5 separate regions of the Mus musculus genome follow, and all the other regions are linked to region 2. Evidence: chromatin contacts called from public Hi-C, HiChIP or PLAC-seq and promoter capture Hi-C data. All regions are on one chromosome and are shown on one strand. Each heading gives the region's core, a stretch centred on a gene start, on an enhancer-like site or on the middle of the called end of the contact. The rest is flanking DNA. Distances are from core to core; before and after follow the strand shown. Region 1 overlaps BC046251 (cDNA sequence BC046251). Region 2 holds the start of Fam189a1 (family with sequence similarity 189, member A1). Region 3 overlaps Apba2 (amyloid beta (A4) precursor protein-binding, family A, member 2). Region 4 overlaps Fam189a1 (family with sequence similarity 189, member A1). Region 5 holds the start of Tarsl2 (threonyl-tRNA synthetase-like 2).

Region 1 (2,815 bases), core at 198-2,697, 450 kb before region 2:
AGCAGGGGTTATCAAGAACATTTGAGCTGGTCGTGGTGGCGCACGCCTTTAGTCCCAGCATTTAGGAGGCAGAGGCAGGCGGATTTCTGAGTTCGAGGCCAGCCTAGTCTACAAAGTGAGTTCCAGGACAGCCAGGGCTACACAGAGAAACCCTGTCTCGAAAAAAAAAAATCTGGATTGGATATTGGTCTTCCAAATTTGGCAAGACACATGTAGCTTCTCTCATGCAAGGCAGAATCTTGGGACAGTGCCGTCAAGGACTTTAGAGGACTTTATAAGGTTGTAACAGAAAAAGTAAGGTATAGACTTGGTGTATTGTAGAGGGTCCAGACCTGACAATGCTTCTCAGATTGTAGCCTGGTGACATCACACAGGAAAATTACCTGTGTGTGGCTCAAATTTGTTCCAGTGTTCCAGTATTTAAGAATATAGCTTACTGGGAAGTCAGAAGGGAAAGAGGTCTGTCCCACAGCCAGACTACTGAGGAACTGCCCCACAGGAGGTTCTCTTAGTAAGTAGTGACCCCCTCTTACTATCTATAATGGACTGGAGGCACCCCTTTATAAGGGGGATTCACCTACTAAAAAGGGTTTCTCCAAGTTCAGGGACATCAACACAAAGACATGTCTACCTCTCAGTGCAAGGTTAGATTATTCAAGGGATTTGTGTAAGCAAAGGAGAGGCTCACTCACTGACTCAATGGAAGGTGGGGGCTTACTCCACAACAGTGCTTGAGGAATGAGACAGAAAGGCAAGGGTTGCGAAAGCACGTGAGTCAGCTGCCACTGTGCCAGTTCAGATAAATAATAGTACAGACATCGAGATGGGAGAAGGAATAGAAGACACAAGCCCTCCAAAGTGCAGTGGCAGCAAATCTGTCAGGGAGAAGGGAGTGGGAGTCCTCCAAAGATATGTGGGCTCATCCTGAATGAGTAGCTGCCAATCATACCCCTCACTGAGAGCGAAAGGGGCTCTGAGGAGAGGAATGTAACCCCCTTACCATCACGGGCTGTAAAATGTAAAAACCGTCCAGCTTCTCCATTGCTTTCATGTCCGTCCAAAGTGTAGCCTTGGCCAGGGTCTGTCAGTTAAGAATGGGCAGTAAGCTTTTCCACAAGGCACCAAAAGGAATCCCAATGCATGATGGTAACCCAGGGTCACAACTTGGAGGCCTTTGGGCATCTCTGGAAAGCAGCCCCAGCTAGGACTTTCAGTTGCCACAGAACAACTGACCAAATACCACTAGCATTACTCGGAGGGGAGGCAAGAAGAGAAGTCCCCATGTGGGTCCCAAAGTTGTGTCAGGAAGTGTTGGTAATGGGCCAGTGATGTGGGAGATGAAAGGACTTACCAGGACGTGAAAGCGGAAGTAGAGTTTATCCACACACTGTGGTACAGCTACAGAGGCAGGAGAGTAGACGCTGTCTGCACAGAGGCATTCCTGGGGGTGCCCTTATGCAGAGACTTCCAGGCAGGCGGTGTTTCAGCGTTTGCAATAACTGCAGACAGGCTTGTTATAGTTCCATCTCTTTGAGGAGATAACGATCCTGCTCACAGGCTACAACGGTTTTGTTTGTCTAAGCCCAACCTGTCCTTGGGTAGTAAGCCTTGTTCTGAAGCTAAAACAGCTGAGTCTAGCCATCACTCCAAAATAGTGTCCACAGAAAGCAATCATGGGAGCAGAGGGCAAGCAGGTTGGCATGAGTGTGTGGAAGCCCCAGGGCGCCAGGAAACAGGACTTTTGCTCTTTTCTCTTGGCCCCAAGTCAATGGCCTGCTTCTAATTGCTGGGAGCCTGGAAACTGATTCTCAGCCCCACATCCCACTCCTTGCAGCTTCTGTGACTCACCGCTGTGCCACTGGGTGGCGGTGCCAGCTGGCAATCTTGCTCGGAGCTGATACACTCACATCTCCCTATGAGGACCAGGCATGTCTGCCAAGTTCCATCCCATGCGCCCTGGAAAGATGGGAAGACACATGCATCTGAAATGCTTTCTGCCTCAGAACTGGAGATACAAGATCAAGGGGAGTCATCCAGGAGCCATGGGCCAGAGCTGGTGCCAGGAGCTGGCCTTGCTTTACTAACTCAGAACCCAGCCTTATATTTCTGATGGATGGAATCTGACCATCCTGCAGGGATGGGTTGCCAAAGCTATTTTTGATTTGTGTGGGTACAGTGCAAAGTCAAAAAAAAAAATGTAACCCATAGAATACAGCTGCAATTATTAAACAAAAAACCAAAACACAAAGCAAAAAACTCTACCGACCAGATCAGATCAGAAATGCAGCAATCAGGCTCTAGGTCAGGAATCCAGGTCAGGCACACAGAAGAAGACCACGTGGCTCTGAGCCTAGCTTGGGAGCACCAGATGAGCGAGGCAGAAGAATGAAAGGAGCACTCACTCCCAGAAGAACTCGGGATCAAGATCAGACTGGAGCAGCAGTCGTCCAGCAGAGGAAAGGGTATCCGGAGGCATATGTGGCTGGGGCAGTAGGCTCCTCCCTAAGTAACTGACTACCTTCCCTGGAATTCCAGAAGGGTGTAAAGTCAGGTGCTATGGGAAGCACAGGGAACAACCTCTAGTAGTTGGTTTCGATGAAAGTATGAAAGGGTGAGTATCCTCATCATCTACTGATGCATAATAAACTATTAACACAAACAGCACCTGCGGGCAGGATACCTGGACACAGCTCACTTGTGAATCCAGCTCCAGGTTTCTCAGAAGGCTACAGTCAGGGTGTCAGACATGATGTCATCTGAAGGTGCCACTGGAGCAGGATCGCGTCTAAGCTTCCCCCATGTCCTTTTTGGAGGC
Region 2 (2,763 bases), core at 231-2,730:
AGTAATTTGCTCATTTGTAATGCCGATTATCTCTCTTTTGATGTCTTAGAGGCAAGGCTTCTGTCTGGTTTTTGTTTGCTGAGGTACTTACCTCTAAGAGCCTTAAATGGGTGGCTTCTGCTTAGACCCCCTAGTCTGAGCCGGTTTTCAGAAGAATGCCTGAATGGGCGAGGGAGGTGAGGGCAGTCGAGTATCACGCTTTGATATTGTTTCAAGCACTGACAAAAATGCTTCCTGAGAACTTCTAGATAGAAAATACCTCCAGGAAATTGGAATTTGTACTAGGGCGCTCTAAACACCTGGCCAGAGGCTTATTTCATTTTATAAAGAACTGGGAGAGACGACAGCAGTTGGCCACGGGCCAATATTTGGAGGTCATCCACTTTATCCTGGGATTCCCACCCTCTCTCTCTTCATCCCTTGGCCATCCAGTTAAATTGGAAAATAAATCCCATCCCTGGTAAGGTGTTGGCTGATAAAGGCTGAGCTATTGCCCCTTCAAGGGGAATTTGCATTTTAATAGGGGCTCGTCAAGCCCCAAAGGAATCAATATCTCTAACGCTGAAATTTCAAGCACCAGCAATTGAGATATTTTCGGGAGGACACTGTTCGGTATTTCCAATCCAATGGGGCGGGGGTTGAGGGGGAGGAGGCAGACAGGGATGGAGGACTCCATAAGTCCTGCCAAGAGGTCATGGAAGAATGACCTTTGAATTTCATCTTTTGCAACTTTCCTTTTCGGCCAGTCCTTCATACTTCCGACCCTGCAGACTCCATTCAACACTGATAGGCTTAAAGTTGTCCCATCAACAGGACCACAAAAGGCATTGGGACAACCGAATTTCCAGGTTTCCTTGCAATTTCAAGGAAGCCAATCATTAAATCTGGGGGCAAGAGGGAGTATAGGCTGTTTAATACAACCTCCATTTACATTTGCTCTTGTATACTGTTTTAAAGGCTAAACTTGGGACTTGTTTTATAAAACGCCCCGCAAAGGAGAAGTGGATAGAAGGCAGCTGCTTGCCCCAGGGGTGTCCTAGGTGGCTTCTAGGGTGATTCTGCACGAAGGCGGCTAGGCTTATTAACTGGAGGTCGCCACGCCTGGGGCTCAGCGCAGGAAATCGACATCCAAGCCCTTTCAGAGCCTCAGGTCCCACAACCCCGCTCCCACGCCTTGGCCAAAGGGTCCTCTCGGAGTCCTCTGTCCTTGCCGGTGTCCAGGCTCCGTCCGTCCTCTCCCCAGTATCCGACTCGGCCCAGGAGGAGGCACCAACGCGGAGGACACACCCGCGACCTCTCCTGCTCCCTGCCTTGTCCCCCCCTTCGGCTTCGGTTCCCTCCCGGGCCCCGGCGCACAGCGGCTAGGCTCGCTCCCGAAGCCCGCGGCGGCTCGCGCCCGGCACGGCGGCTCGCGCCCGCGCTCGGCCAGGGGAGCGCGCGGACGGGCGGGCGAGCGGGAGAGGGCGCAGCGCGGCCGGCGGGCCCTGCGCAGCGGCGGTGGCATGGGCGCGGGCACCGGTGCGGGCTGCGGGCGCCCGGCTCTCCGCCCGGCCCGAGCCGCTCGCGTCGGCCGCGCGCCGCAGCCTCTGCTGCTGCCCGCGGGGAGGCGGTCCCCGCAGCCAGCGCAACTTGCCCCGGCGCCTCGGTGAGAGGAGCGCAGCGCGGAGAGAGCTTGCGGGACGAGATGCCTCCGGCCGGCGGCCCCCGCACACCGCGTCCGCACGCGCTGCCCCGCAGCCTGTCCCGCCTGCGCGAGTGCCCGGGCCGTTCCCGCATCGTGCTGGCTCTCGGGGCCACGCAGATGGCGCTCGGATGCCTCATCGTGGCCGTGAGCTTCGCGGCGCTGGCTCTCACCACCTCCGCCCGCGTGCGCCACTCCTGCCCTTTCTGGGCCGGCTTCTCGGTGAGTGTCTGCGGCGGCGGCGCGGGCTGGGACCCGGAGCTGCAGTGGCGGGGGACGCGGCCGGCGCCGAGTGGGGGAGCGGACGCCCGGGTCTGGCAGCTGCGGCTCGGCTAGCAGTTTCCAAGTCCGGGCCGGGGAACTCCGGGGACCGCCGCGCGTCGCGCTGCCGCTCCAAAGCGTTGCGCCCGGAGTTACTTTTCTGAGGGGAAAACAGCCAGGCGCCCTCCCTTCGCCACCTGGTGGGTAGCAGTCGGTGGCTGGTGCCTGCCTGGGACAACTGCCCGGATCCCCACTCGCCGCCGATGACCGACCCGGGCAGCGGGCGACTGTGACCAAGGCGGCACGGGGGCGCCCGAGCCCGGTGCAGTACCCGCTGTGCACGGCTCCCTTCGCTGCGGTTCTCGCCGGGGGCGCGCAGGGCTGTGGGTCAGTCTGGAGAGGACCGACTGGTCCCCGCTCTGGCACCTCCCGGACGCAGGGACATCTTGTTTCCCCTTAAGCCCAGGACGGTCTGGCTGGACCTGCTGGAGATCCGGAGTCAGGAGCGTGCTATTTAAAATCCAGATTGATTTTCGGGTTCTTGACCCTCAAATGTTTCCTCCAGCAAACATTTATTAAAGAAGCCATTGGTTCGAGATGATTTTCTTTTCTTTTCTTTTCTTTTCTTTTCTTTTCTTTCTTTCTTTCTTTCTTTCTTTCTTTCTTTCTTTTTTTTTTTTTTTTGGTATTTTGTATTGTTTTGGTGAAAGTTGCTTATATTCTGTATTAATAAAGCATGGACATATGGGAATAGGGATAAATGTGGCACGGGTATTTATAACGATGGGCACTTGTTTCGAGAACTCTTGACATCTGTAACT
Region 3 (2,700 bases), core at 107-2,606, 400 kb after region 2:
TTCATGTGAATCTGGAAACAGAGAGGAAAGGCTGAGCCAGCTGCCGCTTCTCCTTAGTGAAATGAATGCATCAGGTGCCAGTCTCCGAGAGGCTCTCAGTGAGCAGGCTGGGATAGAAGGGTGGGTGCCCCTCCGATACGGGGCTTCTGATACACTCTGTCTCTCTCTCATCTGGAGCTGACACCAAAAGAATGGGACAGTAGACTTCTGATGGTGACTGGGCACAGGTCCTCCCCCCCCCGCCTCCCCCCCCCCCCCCCCGAGCTGCAAGAAGTGTGCTGTGCTTCTGAGAAGGGGATGCACAGACTCTGGATGAGGCAAGAGGATGTGGGGCGAGGGAAGAGCTGAAGAGACAAGGAGTCCCTCAATTAACAAATGACTCTCAACAACCCAGTTGCCCTTGGGCTCTACTTGGGCTGGGTAGACCATGGGATGACTTCCTGGGTGGTGGGATGACTCTGAGTCCCGAGAGACAAACAGCAGGGAGCTCTGATTCCCCTTTTCCACTCCCCATACTGGGGTTGTGCTCCTGGACTTGGGCCGTGCTGTGCTCTGGAAGAAGCTGCCAGGGTCTCAGCTGCCTCCAGGTCTGTTCTGGCCCAGACTGTACTCTGCGGACGGAGCTCATACAGGTGAAACGTGCAGATGTTTGCTTCGTTCATACTTTAGCTCCTCCACAAGTCCACAGGACAGCCTTTCCCTCAGGAGCATCATTCGCCGTAATTCTTCAATTAAAACCTACCCCACCCACAACCTGTGAGGGCGTCTCAAAATGGGGTGACTCATTCTCCAAATGTGCTTGGGGGTTGGTGGGAAATGCAGGCAGACATTTCTGTCACCAGCTGGGTGGGTGAAGCCTTGCTCAGCCCACAGGCTGAAGGGAGTTGCCACACTCCCTCTCTCTGCTGTTTCCTTAGTTATCAATTAATCTCAGGCCTGAGGTGGTGGAGTCATTTCTTGGGGTCCCCGGCCCACCCCCACCCTCCCCCGGCCAGGATTGATTTCTTTAGGTGTGAGACTGGTTACTCCCATGAGGGCAGTCATTTCTGAATGTCTACTTAGGAAAATTGGATTGTCCTTTCTTGGAAGCCATTAGTTAGAAGCAGCCAATGGCCCCCTCCTGTCCCCTCCTTGAGAGTTAGCCATCACTTGCAGCCAGTCCAAAGAATGTACCTCTTCCCCCAAGCCCCTTTAGGTATGTCAAAAGATGCTGACTTGGTCATTGTGGCCCCAAGAGAGGTGATTTAAGGGACATAAACCAGGATCCCCTGAGGAAATAACAACTCCCATCCTTCCATGCCCAAAGGAAATGGGAGTCTGGACCATCTGCCCTGCATGAGCACCCAGTGGCCACTAGAGGGAGTCTGGCAGCCCTGCAGGGACCACAGCAGAATTCCAGGAAAAGATCAGCGGGCAGGCAACTCCCCTAGCCAGAGCCTCTCCAGCTCAGCGCCAGCCTCCCACTCTGTGCCAGCACTCACAGTTTCCCAGAGACCACCCCGCCACAGTTCCCACTCCCACACTCACACCCCCATATTCATGGGAATTTGGACTGCCATGTGCACACGCATACTCTCATACTCAGATGTATACATCATGACCATACACGTCCCCTGTAAGTTTCTAATTGCATTCACACACACACACACACACACACACACACACACACACACACACACACACACACACCTACACTCATTTACGCCCACTCTAACACATTTATGCACACATCACAAACACAGCCTCCTCCACAAATTCACATGCATCCATACACTAACACCCCCACTCATACAAACCGGCAAGCATACTCCATCTCTTATACACAACTACAGGCACAGGTCACAAGCACACACTTAACCCACAATATCACAGATTCAGTCACTCATCTACATAAACACTAACACAAATACCTCACTCTTAGCCTACCTATTCTCATACATAGCCACAAATACACCAAAACACACTTTTTCTTCACAAACTCACACGCATTCTTACCCACACACCTATACTGACTAGCACCCACACCCTCACAGACACAATCATACACACCTACACAATACACTCTTACCCATAACTATAGACACACTAACATCCGGACACTCATAACCTCTTCTCCACCAGCTGCATATGCGAGAGCACACACACACACACACACACACACACACACACACACACACACACCTTCATACTACAAACCTCACCCATACTGCGTAAGTTTCCTCTCTGTGCACTGCAGCATCATCCACACCTTGCACTATGATGCTCACCTGTGTGATCCTTGAGGACAGCTATACCCCTCCTCGGGGACCAAAGGGTCTTGCTAGAATGCAAATGACCAAAGAAGGGCCAAACTAGGGGATGGTTGCAAGCTAGCGAACTATGAAAAGAAAAAGCAGTTTGACCCTGGGCACAGAGCAACACCCATGACACAGCAGCTATGAGCTAACCAGGCCTCCTGGTGTAGGGAGCTGGATGTACGGGATTCTGTTCAGAAATGGGGTTAGGGGCTGTGCCTGGGAGCCTCTGTCCTGAGATACCAGAGAGTCTAAGAGAACCCCCCCACTCTGCTCCCACTGTGAGGTGGGGGCACAGTCTGCTCCTCAGCTGACATCCAGTGGATGGTAACTGGCTCACAGGTCAAAGTGGGGCACACCCATGAAACAGGAGGTGGAGGTAAGCCCAAGGTCCCACATGCCCACT
Region 4 (2,710 bases), core at 30-2,529, 320 kb after region 2:
GCTCGTCAACAACCCCAGACTTCAGATCTCTCAGACAACTAAGCCTCTGCCTTTCCTCAGCCTGGAGGAACCATGAGGCCCCCATCTTTCTCTTTCTAAAATTGTCAGCTCTGGGGCTACACCATTCTCACTTGCCTGCTCGCCTGTCCTCTAAGCTGCTGCTCCCAAATCTCCTCATGTCTGTATCCAACACGGGGTGATGACAGAGCTCAGGAAACATTTGCTGAGTGGTGATCTGGACAGAATATTCATGGCCAATGCTGTGCGACAGTCCAGCAGGTGGCTGAAGCTGCCTAATTAGTTCCATGGGTCGATTGTGGGTTTTTTTTTCAGAGCTAACCATTTCCATGATCCACTTCCTTTATAGACCGCCGCTGGGGATGTCAGGAGCATAGGAGGGGCGCTCAGTGGCACATCTCGAGGAGGACCTTAATCTTGAGACTGCCTTAGTTTATCCAGAGCCTGTTAGTTTCTTCTGCAGGTTCATAGCAGCATTTACTACCAGTGCTCTCAGCTCTGAATACATCCAGTAACCAAGCCAACACCAATTACATAGCCACATCCTTCAGAAGAGCCTGTCAGTAACCAGGGAAACCCTGATTTAGCTTCATGACTCTGAATAGTAAATTAGAAAAGGACACAGCCTCAGGCTGGGGCAGTTAGACAGGTCTGGCTCTGAAAGTAAAGGGAGGCTTGACTGACGTGCACAGTGCTCCGGAGGTCTTGCTAGCCTTTGTTTCATGGTGGATTTTAGAAGTGCTAAAGTTTTTCTGGTTTTGCTTTTTGTTGTTTTTTAATGGTTTAGTATACCAACCACTGGTCAGGAGCAGTCTTGGCTTCTTTTGGCCTCATGAGAAATTTAGAGCTTGATTTCCACTGGTACCTTGTTATAATGATACCTACTTTGTTTTCTCCCCTGAGAATATGATTCTATTTTACTTTATCATCAAGTGAATTTGCCTTGTTGTGAACAAATAGATTTCACGGCAAAAGGGATGACTCAAAAGTTGATTCCAAGCTCAAAAGTTTCCTTGCAGAGGAAATACCCCCTAACAAAATAAATATAGTAACAACACAGTAACCCAGCAACAGTTCCAGGTAAGTGTTTCTCAGTATGCTGCCCAGATGGGCTATCTCCTGCTCATTGGACTGGTTCGTTCTGACCCATGGAGGGCCCCCATATCCAGCATGCTCCTGGTTCAAAGACAATGCTCTGACTCCCCTACCCCAGAAAAATCTCATGTTCCAACAGGGGGCAGTGTTAGGCAAATTGCTACCAGGAGAGAAGGACAGAAGGTGGGGAGAAGTGTGGTGGGGGAGGGGAAGGGGCGGGGAGCAGAATGTGTGTAGATAAGGGGCGTCTAAGCAGGTGGCCTGTGAATCGCGGGTCCACAGGTGTCTGGGAAAGGCCCGGGGCAAACTTGTGTGGTCTCGGAATTGAAGGGAAGGCCTTGTAGCCACCGCTGGAAAGAAGCGCTGGAGCTGAGGTGCCGGGCGTGTGCAGCTGTGACCTAGCTGAGTCTGGTCTTGGCTTCCTCACCAGGTCCTAGGTCCCCTTGTACTTTTGCGGTGCTTGTCGGGCAGCGCGCTCAGTAGGCCGCCCTCTGGTGGGTTTTCTTCTCTGTGATTCTAGGGCTGGGACACTAAGATCCTTCTGTCTCTAGCCAGCACCAGATGCATAATTAGGAGGCGTGTCTGTGACTGTCAGCCTCCCTCTCACAGCTGCTCCGGGGAGGACAACGGAGGAACTCAGAGGGTAACTCCCTTTCCGCTTTGCAACAGGAACTGGGATAAATCTGTTAGCATTCCAGGGAGCCCACATCACCCTGTGTGGTCCAGCTCACACCTGTTAGCCTGGATTTATCTGGTCTTCCAAGTTTCTGGCTGGTTGCCTGTGGCTTTGGACTTTGCTTAACTCCCGCTGGGACTTCATCCCCATCCGTCCTCTGTCAGCTGAGTGCTCTCCAGAGAGTGTCTACCTGTCGGGATCTATGGGATGTAGTGGGGTGAGAAGCTCCCCATTCAGGGTTTTGGGAGATGCTGCAGGTATAGGGTGATGTTGCCTTTCTCTCTACCTCTCCCAGACACTGCTGTATTCAGGCCTTCTGGAGAGGAGGGTGTTTAACAGGGGCCTTTTATAATTTACTTTCTAATTTTATTTTATGTGTGGGTGTTGTGTTTGTATGCATGTCTGTGCACCACATGCCTGCTTGGTGCTGGAGGAGGCCAGAAGAGGGTGTCAGATTCCCATGGATCTGGAGTTGCTTGCTGATGGTTGTAAGTCACTATGTGGGGGGCTGGGAAACGGACCAAGGACCCAGGAAGAGCATCAAGACAGTAGAACTGTCTCTCTACTCCCTTGAACGAGGCTTTAATGCTTGTTGGAATGTTTATGAGAGAGGTGGAGGTGGAGGAGGAGAGGGAGACCCCTCATTGTGTGGAGTCATGGCTCATTTTTAGACCGCATGAAACTGACATCCAGGCTCTATAACTGACACAGCCCTATATTGCGTCTGTCTCCCTGGGTCCCTCAGTGTGTCAGGGAAGGAGAGGTGTCTACTGCCAGGGCAATGTGCTTGGAGAGTGGACTTGACTTGTCAAGAGTAGAGTGAAACTCACAGTCTCTTCGAACCAGGCTAGACACAGACTCGTGACATCTGGAGGCCTCATCTTGATGGACTAGCGCTCCCACAAAGGCCTACAGGCCTGG
Region 5 (2,766 bases), core at 79-2,578, 490 kb before region 2:
TACATGAGAAACCCGGGGAAGGAGGAAACCCAGAGAGCTCACGGCAGGGCCCATGGTTGGAGAGTCCCGGCTGGGCTGTGGGAACCAGGATCTACTTATAACCCTCAGGGATCTGGTTTCAGAGTTCAGCCCTATCTGTCCGAGCACATTAAAACTGGGGGTGTAGCTCAGTAATAGAGCACTGCCCAGTATTCACAAGGCCATGGGTCCCATAGCCTGCAACACACACAGTCTCTGTGTCTCTCTGTCACTCTTCCCTAAACTTTAAACAAATAATGTCACTGGAAATTGTGGCTGCCACCAGACTCTTATTCATTGCACTATTTCATTAGATGTTGCCAGAGCAAAAACAAAACAAACAAACAAAACAAAAACCAAAAACCCCTCAGTTTTAGAAAGCCTTTAGAACTTAGAAAAAAAATTCTTCTAATTTGTTACTTAATAATCTTCTAAAACATGAAAATACTGTAATCAAATACTTCTGTTAAATATACAGATCACATATAGGCCTCAAAGCAAACCACCAAAATAAGACAGTAAAAATAACCTGTCTTCAGATAGCACAGAACCAGCCAGCAGAGAGAATAGAAACTGTTAGGTCCTCTTCTCCAAGGATACTGTGACTCTTAAACACTGAAGCGGCCTTTTAAAAAGTTTTTATTTGAGACAGCGTCTTCTCATATTGCCCTGGCCGACCTGATTCTCAATATTTACTCCAGGCGGGCCTTAAATTCTCAGCCATCCTCCTGCCTCAGCCTCCAGAGTTCTGGATTAGAGGCATGCACCTCAGTTTGATCTGCTACTGGAGGGAAAAAATGTTGTTTGCAGTCTGTCCAATGAAGAGCTGAGAAATTATACCAGCTGGTCAGTTAGGAGGTTGGTGGAAACCTAGCGGTTCCCCAGGCCGTGGGCAGTGGGCAGGGCGCGGGCGGGGACACACCCTGCAGCCCTGTCCGCACCCGGGTGCAGAATTGGAACCCGCTGAGTGCGTACTCCTGGGCCGCCGGTTACCTCGTGCGCCGCCGCTCGCCCGGCCTCGGTGCGGCGCTGCTCCGCCAGGCGCAGCCGCAGGCCACACAGGCGCTGGTGCAGGTCGCGGTTCTCCGCCTGGAGCTGTGCCACCTCGCGTGTCAGGCGCGGGCCCTCGGCTTGGCCCCGCTCGGGCCCGCGCAGCTGCTCGTCCCTCAGGCGCTGCACCTCCGCGCACAGCCAGCGGATGTCCTCCTCCTGCCGCTGCAGGCGCGAGGCCACCGCCTGAGCCGCCAGGGCCTGGGCCGCCATGGTAGCTTCCCTGTGCCACCTGAGCCCGCCAGCCCAGCCAGAGTGACAAGGAGACGGGGCGGGGCGGAGCTGAAGGACTTCGGGAGGCGGGGTGAAGTGGGGGTGCATCACTATATGGGGCGGGGCGATGGAGGAAGAGGGGCGGGGCTGGAGCTGGGTATCCCTGCATGGGGCGGAGCGATGCACGGGCAAGAGGCGGGGCCATATCGGGGCAACTGTGCAGAGGCCAGGCGATGGGCAAAGAAGAGGGGCGGGCTATAGGATAATGAAGGGCGGGGCAGGAGTGATGGGAGGGGCAAGGGTAGGCATCATTTCAGAGGAGAAGCGATGAGACAGCGCGGCATCATCGCTGGGGAAGATGAGACGGCTGAGCAATGCTTCATAAAACAAGGAAAATGGGCAGGGGAGTGTGGCAGGGAGCACGGGCAGGAACACGGCCAATGTTGGGTGCACTGCAGGATTGAGAACTACGCTCTGGACCTAGGCAGCAGGAGTGGGACCACCGGATGGGCATCTTTAGCGTTTGGAGGCATGTCCAGGTGCTACTGGAAGTGTGTTCAGTCTAATGAAACTGGAGTTTGAGATATTGAAGCCCAGAGGAGGTGCGTCTCTTGACCAGATTGTCCAAACCGTTAGCAAAGCCTGATGGATTTCTTTCATTCCCCTCTTAAATTCTTGCAGTCACCACACTGTGCAAACAGGTTCTGAAAAGCGGCCATTGAAAATAGACCTTCATGCCAAGGCTGTGCAAATACAGTGGCACTTGGCAAGGACACACAGAAGAGCACTACAAAAACTTCAGCCTGGCCAGCACAACATTGTTCACTATTTGAGTCTAGAGCAAATGCTGTTTATAACTGTCTTAAGATTATTTTAAGTAGAAACATTTGTGCTATCGGACTTTGGAAACAGTGGTCCGCAAAGAATTAAGCTCTCATCCTGGAGCAGGAAAGGGCTGAAGCCCTGCTGCCCCCTGGGGGAGGAGTTGCCCTAGGAATTGCTGGACAGACTGGAACTAAGCCGATGATGGAGCCACACCTCCACCACTGGCCTCTACTTAAACTTAAACCTCATATTAGCACCCCAATGACGGGCTTGGGGTAGGTGGCTGAACCCCTGTAGCTGTTCATCTTCCCACTGTAACCACAATGAATAAATCTCCTTTCTCTGCTTTTTATTGTTAACTGTCATTTTAATTGGCATGTTTCAGAGGGTTAGCTGAGCTTATGTCGTTGAAACTTCCAGAAGCCAGGCTTTGACTCTAAAGACTCCAGTAATAAGTTCACACATGACTTTGTTTCTCTTATAACCATGAGCAAGAAGCTTCCTGTGGCAAGAACAAAAGTTGGCTTTTACTGTTCTTAAGTTCCTAGAATGTGCCAAGACATGAACGAAGCGATTTGGAAATAGTCACTTCTTAAATCTTCATTAAAAGAGATGATACCATTATACCCATGTATAATGCAGAAACTAAGGCACAGAGGG

What was found. Promoter capture Hi-C pulls out the DNA fragments that hold promoters and counts their contacts. Hi-C and Micro-C count contacts between places; a contact is called where the count stands out from the background. HiChIP or PLAC-seq counts read pairs in DNA pulled down with a chosen protein or histone mark.
Region 1: a contact with region 2 is called in a promoter capture Hi-C map of hippocampal neurons, with 1.7 times the contacts expected there. The contact joins the enhancer-like site here to the promoter of Fam189a1 in region 2. A contact is called at or near these places in 5 of 39 promoter capture datasets (cranial neural crest, embryonic stem cells, hippocampal neurons and 2 more) and 1 of 484 Hi-C or Micro-C datasets (cerebral cortex).
Region 3: a contact with region 2 is called in a Hi-C map of cortical neurons, with 2.1 times the contacts expected there. The contact joins the enhancer-like site here to the promoter of Fam189a1 in region 2. A contact is called at or near these places in 6 of 39 promoter capture datasets (embryonic stem cells, hippocampal neurons and stem cell-derived epiblast-like cells), 2 of 484 Hi-C or Micro-C datasets (cortical neurons and palatal mesenchyme) and 1 of 115 datasets of contacts at active chromatin or transcription factors (forebrain).
Region 4: an H3K27ac HiChIP or PLAC-seq map of stem cell-derived neural progenitor cells shows a contact between it and region 2, with 6 times the contacts expected there. The contact joins the enhancer-like site here to the promoter of Fam189a1 in region 2. A contact is called at or near these places in 9 of 39 promoter capture datasets (cranial neural crest, embryonic stem cells, epiblast stem cells and 4 more), 9 of 484 Hi-C or Micro-C datasets (cardiomyocytes, embryonic stem cells, forebrain and 5 more), 7 of 115 datasets of contacts at active chromatin or transcription factors (embryonic forebrain, embryonic stem cells, forebrain and 3 more) and 1 of 9 other capture datasets (embryonic stem cells).
Region 5: a contact with region 2 is called in a Hi-C map of cortical neurons, with 3 times the contacts expected there. The contact joins the promoter of Tarsl2 here to the promoter of Fam189a1 in region 2. A contact is called at or near these places in 2 of 39 promoter capture datasets (cranial neural crest and embryonic stem cells), 8 of 484 Hi-C or Micro-C datasets (cerebral cortex, cortical neurons, embryonic stem cells and 2 more) and 1 of 115 datasets of contacts at active chromatin or transcription factors (stem cell-derived neural progenitor cells).

Annotation. Positions count from the first base shown.
Region 1 is chr7:65,609,438-65,612,252 of GRCm38.p6, reverse strand. BC046251 (cDNA sequence BC046251) reads right to left here. Exons shown (of 8, transcript NR_131060.1): 3 at 2,681-2,815; 4 at 2,267-2,523; 5 at 1,849-1,956; 6 at 1,352-1,499; 7 at 1,001-1,081. Among named protein-coding and RNA genes, the nearest start is that of BC046251, 29 kb to the right of the region's middle. Within about 2 kb of position 1,447, at least 13 of the 459 cell types and tissues checked have an H3K27ac peak or open chromatin away from gene starts, as enhancers often do. A contact at or near this core is called in cerebral cortex and hippocampal neurons, where this site is marked.
Region 2 is chr7:65,155,245-65,158,007 of GRCm38.p6, reverse strand. It overlaps Fam189a1 (family with sequence similarity 189, member A1), which reads left to right and starts at 1,480. Exons shown (of 10, transcript NM_183087.4): 1 at 1,480-1,903. The coding sequence starts at 1,685.
Region 3 is chr7:64,750,382-64,753,081 of GRCm38.p6, reverse strand. It overlaps Apba2 (amyloid beta (A4) precursor protein-binding, family A, member 2), which reads right to left. Exons shown (of 15, transcript NM_001291166.1): 15 at 1-11. Among named protein-coding and RNA genes, the nearest start is that of Nsmce3, 120 kb to the left of the region's middle. Within about 2 kb of position 1,356, at least 30 of the 459 cell types and tissues checked have an H3K27ac peak or open chromatin away from gene starts, as enhancers often do. A contact at or near this core is called in cortical neurons, hippocampal neurons and palatal mesenchyme, where this site is marked.
Region 4 is chr7:64,839,015-64,841,724 of GRCm38.p6, reverse strand. The region is part of intron 3 of Fam189a1 (family with sequence similarity 189, member A1); the gene reads left to right. Among named protein-coding and RNA genes, the nearest start is that of Nsmce3, 33 kb to the left of the region's middle. Within about 2 kb of position 1,279, at least 123 of the 459 cell types and tissues checked have an H3K27ac peak or open chromatin away from gene starts, as enhancers often do. A contact at or near this core is called in embryonic stem cells, forebrain, hippocampal neurons and 6 more, where this site is marked.
Region 5 is chr7:65,643,460-65,646,225 of GRCm38.p6, reverse strand. Tarsl2 (threonyl-tRNA synthetase-like 2) reads right to left here and starts at 1,328. Exons shown (of 19, transcript NM_172310.2): 1 at 1,012-1,328. The coding sequence starts at 1,281.